2 separate regions of the Lactuca sativa genome follow, and region 1 is linked to region 2. A link is a contact called in public Hi-C data. All regions are on one chromosome and are shown on one strand. The core of a region is the stretch at or near the end of the contact, and the rest is flanking DNA. Distances in the headings are between cores, read along the strand shown.

Evidence for each region. A called contact is a pair of places that touch in the nucleus more often than the background predicts.
Region 1: a contact with region 2 is called in a Hi-C map of leaf, with 4 times the contacts expected there. The contact joins the promoter of LOC111880236 here to the promoter of LOC122195851 in region 2. A contact is called at or near these places in 4 of 4 Hi-C or Micro-C datasets (bud, leaf and seed).

The regions. Positions count from the first base shown.
Region 1 is chr9:14,115,658-14,121,207 of Lsat_Salinas_v11, forward strand. It overlaps LOC111880236 (B3 domain-containing transcription factor ABI3), which reads left to right and starts at 1,263. Exons shown (of 6, transcript XM_052767839.1): 1 at 1,263-3,625; 2 at 3,719-3,811; 3 at 3,903-4,003; 4 at 4,144-4,190; 5 at 4,708-4,784; 6 at 5,184-5,550. The coding sequence starts at 1,847. The coding sequence ends at 5,327.
Region 2 is chr9:13,915,162-13,920,616 of Lsat_Salinas_v11, forward strand. LOC122195851 reads left to right here and starts at 3,406. Exons shown (of 3, transcript XM_042898081.2): 1 at 3,406-3,574; 2 at 3,708-3,818; 3 at 4,627-4,916. The coding sequence starts at 3,467. The coding sequence ends at 4,827. LOC128128848 reads right to left here and starts at 325. Exons shown (of 4, transcript XM_052767619.1): 1 at 203-325; 2 at 1-109. The coding sequence starts at 322.

The DNA of each region.
Region 1 (5,550 bases), core at 13-2,512, 200 kb after region 2:
TCTTCATCTTCATCACTTTGCAAGTCATCACCATGATACACTTGTGCTCTTACATCATTATTCAAACTAGAGTTTCTAATATTTTCATCAGTTAGTAACACATTAAGAAATGCATCCTTACACTTATCCAGTGGAGTAATGAACTCTTTGTCTGGTTCATGATCCATGTAGATGTCATGAAGCTCAAAATCCATCTCATTAAGACCAGAGAAAGGCCGCGTAAACAAAAAATGGGTATGTGTTGCCTTCGTCCTCTGAAACCCAATCTATCAAAACAACCTGAAAAAACGCACATTATCGTTATTCGTTAACCTCTGAAGAACAAAGAACTATAATAACACAATCTTCAAAGAAATTACACATACCCTATGAAATCGACTCTCTAATAACCTAATCTTCTTCTCCTAATAACCTAATCTTCTTCAAAAAGCCCTAAATTTGCGATGAATGATGTCGATTTTCTGAAGGATTCTGAGGAAGTGTACATTTACGTGCAAAAGGTTGAGGTAAGGTGTTAGGTACACTGCTCCACATAAACGGACGTAACATCCGTGCCATCTCCTCAATTAAGTGCCAAATCAACACACGGTAACCGACTACTAAGGGTGCAACCTCTTAAATGAGATATTTGAAACATTTAGCAAAAATATCCGACTTTATTACCCCCAAAACTCATCAAAGGGTAAAACTGACACTTTTTGGAAAACTTAAGGGTTTTTATGACGATTTCCCTATTAGGTTTAACTTTTCTATTTATTTTTAGTCATTTTACATGTATAAGCTACTTAATCATTTTTTGAAAAAAACAATTTTTTGACTTATTTAATTTTGCCATTATAAAGACTAATCCAAATACTTTTTAAAAACTTGTTTTTTCACTCATATAAATCAATAAGTTATTTTGATTAAAATGAAAATAAATCCCAAATACCTTCCGACTAGTTATTGAGCTTAATTAACGAAAGCATGGATAGTCTGCTGACAAAGATCCAAAATGCATTGGTTAATTTATTTGGGATTTATGAGAGCACTTACAACAAAAACAAAGTTAAAAATGGATGAATATATTTGGGATCATGTGGATGGCCATGGATGCTGATAACATGCATACATATTGTGTAATAAGTTGCAGAGAGAGAATTGAGCTGCTTACCGTCAACAAAAAGAAAAAAAGACTGAGCCACCGCTTACTAACCACCATTCAGGAGCATACGCATGGCTTCTAGCGTACAATCCGGGGTGCATAAGTAGTGGAGAAAAACTATAACCTAAACCAGCCCCTGGTTTTCTGTCTGGTTTTCTCTCTCCCTCTCTCTCCCCCTCTCTCTCTCCAAAGAGAAGAACCAAACAAAGATGCAAAGGATTTTTGAACTTATCTTCCACCCACTTTCATAGAACATAGAAATTTCAAATATTTTCTCACATACCAACAATTTTGCTTCATCTAATCGATCTCCGCTGGGTTCTCCATTTTTTCCGTCGACCTCTGTCCTTCCAGTGGTTCAGTTCTTCCCCTCTTTTAGTTTATGCAAATCCAAATCCTATTTGGTGATAGATTCTGGGTTTTTTCTGGGGTTTGGTTATGATTGTTAATTCGGCTATCAAATGTGTATGATAACGATGTATGTGTGGGTAAATTAATATCTTATTATATATATTCTATATAGATATAGCAAGTTGGAATTTATTTAAGTATTAATCTTAAAAACTCAGATGTTTTATGTTGTTTCTGTAGTATCATCAAGTACAGTTTATGATACTTTTACCACCTTCTCTCTCTCTAAAAATATCAAGATCCAGTGAAATTTGAAAGGCCGTGTATCCGAAACTAGAAAAAGTCGATGTTATGGATGTTTGTGGTGTTGATGAGCAAGAAAGCCGTAAAAGTACTGGTTTTGATGCAGTGGGTACTACAGTGATGACGAGTACCGATGATCAGAGAGGGATCTGGGAGATTGATGTAAGAGCACAGCAACAGAATCTGATTCACGAAATGAATGATCCTTCAATGTTTTATAACGATCAGTTTCCAAAGATTCCTGATTTTCCATGCATGTCTTCTTCTTCCTCTTCTTCGTCAAATCCTGCACCTGCTAAGCCGATTTCTTCGGCCACTACTACATCGTCGGCGTCCTCGTCTACCTCGTCTGCGGCGTCTTGGGCGGTGTTGAAGTCTGAGTATATCACGGAGGAGGAGGCTGAAGGAGAGGATCAGTTGGAGGAGCTTAGGATTAACAGGAAAAAACGAAGTCATCGGGAGGAACCGGGTCCCGTTACGTCGACGGCGGCGGTTGAAGCGGTTCCTGTTCTGGAAAAGGCGGATGGAAGTGGTACGATAGATTGCATGGATGTGATGGAGAATTTTGGGTACATGGATTTGATTGATGGCAACGAAATCTGGGATCCATCGTCAATTTTCGAACAAAACCCACCGGATTTACAGCAGGAATGTGTGACGGCTCGTGGATATAGCAATGGAAGTGAGGTGGTACAAGATAGTGGGATTAAAGACGGTGGCCGTGAAGGTGGCGGAGGACGGTTGGATGAACTAGGGGTGATGTTCTTTGACTGGTTGAAATCCAACAAAGAATTCATATCAGCAGAAGATATGAGAAATATTAAACTCAAGAAATCGACAGTTGAATGTGCTTCAAAAAGATTAGGATCGTCAAAAGAAGGCAAAAAACAACTCCTCAAATTAATTCTTGAATGGGTGCAACAACACCAGCTTCAAAGAAAAAACAGCGGCGGTGCCGGTGAATTAGCCGCTGCCGCCGCCACCACCACCACCCAATACCCTTTACAGCATTACCAGGGACGTCCACCACCACCACCACCGACCCCACCGCCACCATTCAACTGTAATTCTTGGGTCCCACCTAGTGACATGAACCATGGATTCTCTCCTTCTCCGTGGATCCCACCAGCGGTGGCGTATCCGTCGTACATGGCGGATCAGACCAGTAATGGGATGCCTATGGTAGCGGCGGGGCCACAAGCGACGTTTTCTTACATGGGTGATGGGAGCGATCAATACAATTCTGGTCTGAATCGTCTTAATCCGTATAATAATTCAGGTTCGGGTGAATATCAAGTTCTTGAATCTGCACCTTCGTGGAACCCTTCACAGATTACCATGGCTGCGTCGACACCCTACAACAATCAGTTTCCTGACGTGGGCAATAACTATGGTCCTCAAATTATGCCCCTCGCTTCTGGTTACCCCGATCAGTACCCGTATAATCCACAGGTTTACGCCACCGGCGGTTGTGGCGAACAACAGCGGTTAATGAGGCTGGGTTCTTCGGCGACTAAAGAAGCTAGAAAGAAAAGAATGGCTAGACAGCGGCGGACTTACTTCCACCACCACCACCACTCGAGACAAAATCAGCACATGAATAATCATCAGAATCACTTGGCCAACTCCGATCAACATCCACACGCAATGCTTGGTGATGAGAATTGCTCCGGCAAAACACATGGCGGAAACTGGTTGTACTGGCCATCTCCGCCTTCTACCAACACGGTTCCACCACCACCTATGGAATCACCTCACCGGCCACCCGCCAGACCTCAACAAGCCAGTGATCGCCCGTCTAAACAAACTCCCCCAGATAAACGGCAGGTATGCAAATATTGTAAAATTTTAAATAATTCTCGATCGATATTTTAGTTGTGATTATAATTTGATTTTTCATTTGTTTATTTTGATCATCAGGGTTTAAAAACTGAGAAAAATTTGAAGTTTCTGCTCCAAAAAGTGTTGAAGCAAAGTGATGTTGGGAGTCTTGGGAGGATTGTGCTGCCTAAGGTATAGATTTCTTATGGTTTAATTGTCTCCTTTCAATCAGATTTAATTTTAATGTGCTTAATTATTGATGGAAAACGAATTCAATTTACAGAAAGAAGCTGAGAGTCACCTCCCGGACCTGGATTCAAGGGATGGAATTTCAATTGCTATGGAGGATATAGGGACTTCTCAAGTGTGGAACATGCGATATAGGTATATTACGTTGTTAAATCCCTTTAATTAATACCTATTTGGGTTTTCATCAATTAATTAGCACCCAATACTCAAATTAAGCATCAGACTAAGTTTGGTTCTGGCTTTGTGTGTTTTCTCTTTGAATTGTGGAGCCTCAGGTTTTGGCCTAACAACAAGAGCCGGATGTACCTTCTCGAGAACACAGGTCAGCGAAGTGTTGGCTAATATTGGAATACGTTTGTTACAATATGCTATTTATAGCTCTTTTCATACATCACACACGAAATATTGCAAATAAAAATATATTCCCTTACGTGTCCTTCTGTCAATAAGGAGTAGTAGAAGCTAAAATATTAATTAAGGTTGTGGTATATCAAGATAGAGGTGATAAATGGGACCGGGCCCATCTTTATTTTTGTAACCGGACCAGACCAAAACCAAACGGACCAGCTCAGCCCGGAATAATCAAGTCCTGGACTGGATCGATCCCTTTTTTGGACCAATTTAACCGGTCTGTTGATTAGGCCGGATCTTTTTGGCTTGGTGTGTGTTCATGTCCATATATCAAAGTAATAAGATGGTTGCTTTAATTAGAGATCAAACAAATTAAATGATGCAACCATCCATGTTTCTAAAGGGGCGAGCTCCTTGATAAAAGTCAGGGTTAACAAGACATTTATGTATCTTGTTTTTTTTCTTCTAAACCTTGTTTTATGATTCAGGAGATTTCGTGAAAGCAAATGGGCTCCAAGAAGGCGATTTCATCGTGCTATACTCTGATGTCAAGTGTGGCAAATACGTAAGATCTAAATCATTATGTTTCTTCTTGATACATTTTCTTGTTTCCATATAAGACCCTACAAATCACACCCCGAACCCTTTGATGTACATAAGAAGACAACAAGCTAGCTTAATACGTATACTTACATGTATATGGTCATCTTTTAGGCCCCGTTTGTTAAAGTACTAGATAGGACAAAACAAATTGTAATGTATTTGAGGTGTGTGCTTATAAAGTCAACGGGAGAACATTTGCATTTTTTGCCCCGGTCAAACAGGTGGGGCAAAGACTCGTTCTTGTTCTCTCCATTTGTGCAGAAGATATGAATACTCTCATTATCTTCATCATGAAAAAAAAAAAAAAAAAAAAAGTAGTCTGTTTATGGTCTTAGCATAATCGACATTATTGTGTGTGCAGTTAATCAGGGGAGTGAAGGTACGACAACCAGCCAGTGTGAAATCCGAAGGCAAGAAGCCTTCTGTTAAACGAAGCTATCGCAATGCCTCCCAATCCACCAGAAGCTGTGATCCCTCATCACCTCCTAAAATAACTGCGATTTAAGTACTACTAACATCGTCGTTATCATCAAACGGACGTAAAACGTCTGTTCCTTTTGCAGTTAATATGATTCGCTGACCCTGTGTTCGACTCATTAAGCTGAGGATTGATGTTGTATCGAGGTTATAAGATTGGATGTTTTCAATCTTTTGATGTGTTGTTTTAGGGTTTGGTATGCCTGTGATCACTCTCGATCTCTAGATAATTGTCGTTACGTGTAATTTCA
Region 2 (5,455 bases), core at 2,156-4,655:
CTACACCCCCATTAGCAATAGCTCCTAACTCATACATTCTTTCTTTATACCACTTATTCAATAGTGGTGGGTCAATCCAACGAAAATACCCACAGTCCTTCTCTTCATCCTACATAACATAGCAAGATACATGTGTTTAACATAGAAAAATGGGAAATTTAGAGGATTAGAAGAATTTGAGTGAGATTTGAAGATTCTATACCATGTAATTTGGGCAACCAAAAAACCTCCGACCTGGATTCTTTCGAGTCCATGATGTCCACATTCCAACCCTATCTCCACAATAGCACGTTCTGATGTTGGTGCTTGATGAACTCGACATCGATTTCCTGTTGCCAATTTGCCATAATCGTTCGCTCCTTTGACTGGAGAATGAAGAAGACGAGCTCGATTCAATGATTTAGCCCTCTTAAATGGCACGTAGGATGTTATTTAACATGATGACTTCCACGTAAGCTGCCACATCAGTTAGATACCGGCTAACCTATTAAATATCCCGTTTTGATTACGTTTACAGGTATTTAGGACTAAATTGCAATATATATATATATATATATATATATATATATATATATATATATATATATATATATATATATATATATATATATATATATATATATAAGGGCTAAATCAATTATACGGGCAATACATAGGGACTTTATTGTAGTTTTCCCTATTTTTCGGGGACCAACTTTTCAAAATGTTTTAAAATTATTAAGTAACCGATTTTTGGTTTAAAAATATAACAAACTCATGTTTTCTATAATACAATTTAAAATATTGGCAAAAAGTGTAAAATTTAAAAAAGATGTGACATATTCAACCTTAAATGTTGGATAACTATACAGAAAATATGAAATGTCGGATAACTATACAGAAAATATGAGTCGATTATCCTTTTAAAGTATAAAATATATTATTTGACAACTTTAAGACATTTTAAAAAGTTAGTTTCCAAAAAATATTTTTGTAAACAACTCAAGAAATTTCAAAAAAAAAAAAAAACCAGTGTGTTTGACTTTCTCACACTTAAGAAAACATAGGTGGTATCATGTTTGTAATTGGAACTCTAGTAATTATTCTTGTATGTTTTATATGGATATCGATAGATAAAGATCTAATTATAAGGGGATTTTCTAATATGTGACCTAATGACATATATAAGAAACATTAATTGAAGTATTAATTATAAGAAATATTAACATAATTGAATGTGATAAATATTAATTGTGTGTAATAATATTATAACTAAATGTAAAATACATTAATTATAAAGAATATTGATTAATGTTTTTATATGTACCTTTAGGGCACATATTAAAAAAACCCAGCTATATATTAAATAACTAGTTTATTACTAATAAGAACCACAATTATAAAATTAATTAAAATTTCATATTAAAAAATCAAAATTATTAATCAATTATTTTAAATAAATTATTATTTAAGAGATATTTTTTTAGTTATATAAAATTATAATCGTTGATTTAAATAAATACGGGAAGTAATATCACCTTATAATTTGTATTAGTTTTATTTTATATTTTAATATAATGTTATTAGTTTAATTTAATTAAAATGAAAAAGTTAAAAATTTAAAACTTTAAAATGGAGAATCAATTATTAATTTAATGTAATTAGAGTGAGAAATTTGAAATTTAAAATTGATAATTAATAAGTTGACAAGTGACATGATATGTAACATATAATATTAATGAAAAGTTCTAATAATATCATATTTGTCAATAAAAAATAAACATATTCATTTATTAGATTATGGAGATCTCTATTGCAGTTAAAGTAAAATTCTAAATACCATATGGTTTGTTGTTAAGTATGTTATATGGTTTGTTGTTAAGTATGTTCCACTTGGGTCCTTGTTACATAAATTGATTTAAACTGTATTTTCTTTTACGTAATTAATTTGTTTGCATAAAAATATTTCGTAAACAACTCAAAAATTTTCAACAAACTATTACTCCTTATTTTCTTACCCGGTACCAAACGCATTTCTGTTAACATGCCCGATACCCACCTCTAAATGAACTTATATAGCCATGCTTTGATTTATTTAAAATATTACATCAACGGGGATTAAGTTTAATAACTTTTATCTATCGGTAGAAATTTTCAAATAATATTATAGATGAACAATTTCAAACATTTTGGGATTAATCAAACAAAATAATAATATCGAATAAAATAATTCCTTAAGGGTTGTTTAATCTAAGCCCAAAGTTATGATCATGTAATAGCTATTAGGCTTGGTCTTGATTAAAACTTGTAACCGGAATTTGGGCTTGGACCAAAGCCCAAAGGCATGCCGCTGTATGTTTTCGTCATCCCTTCGTCATCTACCGAATAAGATAACACAAATTTTAAAATTTGTTTTTGAACCATAATCTTTGTAAGATAGTTTCCTTTAAATGGTAAAATACAGTTTAATGAACATATAAAGAAAACAATGATATATGAGTAAAATTGTATATCATTTGATTACCATCGTCAATATGATTTAGGGTTGTTTGACATGATTGGTCTGAATTTTTAAGTGGACGGAGATAGCAGGGTAAGGAAAAAGAGAGGCAATCGTGTGAAATAGAAAGAGAGGAGGGAAACAAGTTTGCTGAAAGAATTTGAGTCTTTTCAGTATATGTTACTTTTTTTTTTTTTATTTAGATACAAGCCATTTTAAAAATTAAAAGAGTGCTGAACAATTAAGATATAAAAATTAAAAAATTATCAAATGACTTTGAATCTGAAAAATTAAAATTTTTTTAATTAAAAAATTAAAAAGCTATCAAACAGTACATCAATTTTTTATAAATGATGAAAAATTGTGAACATTGGTTTATATTATTAAAAGTTCAAGTAAGATAATTATTTTCTAACCACACATCATAATACCTGTTAGTTAACTAGGTAACAAGTACCAATGGGCCAATGGCCTAGTGGTATGGAGTGACCATCTCATATGAGATGTCAGGGGTTCAAGTCTCAGTGGAGATATATGTGGTTATTTAGGAGTAGATTAGTTAGTTTGCCGTTTCATTAAAAAAAAAAAAAAAAAAAAAAAAAAAAAAAAAAAAACTAGGTAACAAGCTTATATGATAATTTTTCGTTTTACGTGTACCCAATTTCAAAATTGTGAATTATATACTTTGGAAAATTGAGAATAAAATCACTTATATTAATAAATAAATAAATAAGTCTAATTATATACCATACAATAAATTTTGGTTGTTTATCCACAATTCTCTTAGAAACGAAGAACAAGTCTAACAATTGACGGTTTTACTCTTTTTTCGTTATTGTATTTTAATTTTAACCACAAAAGGAGCGACAGTTTGCTTTTTCATCTCTTGAGTTTCTTTCCATATATGCAAAAAGAAAAAAAAAATATAGAGCTCAATTTGGAAAAATTTAAAAATCCATTAACTGAAAAGAGATAATAAGGTGAAAAATGGCTGGAGTCACAGCAACAATGGTCCAGACCACCCGCGTTATGGTTCGCACCGCATTGGGTTCGAGAGTTTTTGGCTCCAACCCTACACTAATTACCCACCCCCAGGTCCTTTTAATCTTTATCTTTATTCTCAACATTTCAAAACTCAACATACATTTTGCTTCGATTGATTTCTTTTATTATATTTGGGAAATATATGAATCAGATCAAATATATAAAACTTGTAATCAATTAATAGGTGCGATTTGTGTCGTCACCCTCGCCGTCGGATACAGCCAAGCGTGCTATCGACGAGCTGAAAAACGCTGGGAGCCAAATTAAAGAGAAAACAGCTTCTCACGCAGGCTATGTAAGCATTTCAATTCATTTTCTCACTCAAACTTTTAAATATTAAATACCTGTTTGGGATAGCTTTTGAAAATAACTTATTAGCTTATTAGTTTTTTAAAAAACAAACAAACTAAAAAACAGTTTTTTGAATCCAAATATTTTATAAAAACTGTTTTTCCTAAAAACCATAAACTAATAAATATTTTTCATAAAAATCACTTTTATGATAACCCAAATACACCCTAAATTATTCCTTTCATATATATATATATATATATATATATATATATATATATATATATATATATATATATATATATATATATATATATATATATATATATATATATATATATATATATATATATATATATATATATATATATATTATCTCCGTACCAAATTAATAGTTCAATGTTTATAAGTTTTATCAAATAATATATAACACAAATAAAAATATTTAAGGTCAAAGTTGAATAAGAACGACTTTAAAAATCAAAAGTGGACTATTATTTTGGAACGTAGGGAGTATATATATATATATATATATATATATATATATATATATATATATATATATATATATATATATATATATATATATATATATATATATATATATATATATCCTCCGTCCTAAATTAATAGTTCAATGGTTATAAGTTTTATTAAATAATATATATAACACAAATAAAAATATTTAAGGTCAAAGTTGAATAAAACGACTTCAAAAATCAAAAATAGACTATTATTTTGAAACGTCGGGAGTATATATAGTCGGCCCTTTTATTTTTAATATTAAAAAATTGACATGATTTTGTTACAAGGTGGCGAACCAATCGAAAGCTGCCGCCGGAGCGACAGAGAACATTACCGAGAAAGCAAAGCAATCAGCACAAGAAGCTTGGAGCGCCACTAAGGACGCCGCCCAGAAAGTGCAAGATACAGTGGTTGGAAAAGCCGAGGCGTCTGCTGATGTTGTCAAAGATCATATCGAAGCTGCAAAACGCACCATCAACACCAAATAATTAAGATTGCATCAAATATTGTTATTTTTGGTGCACTTTGTTTAATATTTTAAATTTATATATAATAACTACAATGAAGCTTACGAGGAGGTATGAGGTTGAACTTAGCCACCCCTCGATGGTGTTTGTCTATGTATTTTACTTCTTCTTTTTTATATGTATATATACTAAAAGATTGCTCTAAATTCTGATTTATAATAACAGTTTGTATATTATTAAGGGATAATAATTTATAAAGATAACAAACGTCTTTTTCGTTTACTCATTTTCTTTACTTTTGTATATATTATTTAACCATTGAACTATCTTTTTATGTGTTCAAAGAATATCATTACATATATAATTAAGAGAGAGAGGATGTCCTTAAGTACAATACATTTTAGGGGTTTTAGGTATTTGCCACATCTTTTTTAAAATGTTATCACTTTTGGTCCTTGTAATTATAGTTTTTGCTGTTTTGGCCGATTTACTTTTTTGAAAGTGGAGTTTGGCCGATTTGCTGTTTTGGCCGATTTATTTTTTTTGAAAGTGGAGTTTGGGCACGTGTTGTCTTTCTGTGTTCGTCTGACTTATTCATTCCTTCTTACTTCTCGAACCTTTCGCTTATTCCTCTAGTGCCTCATCTATT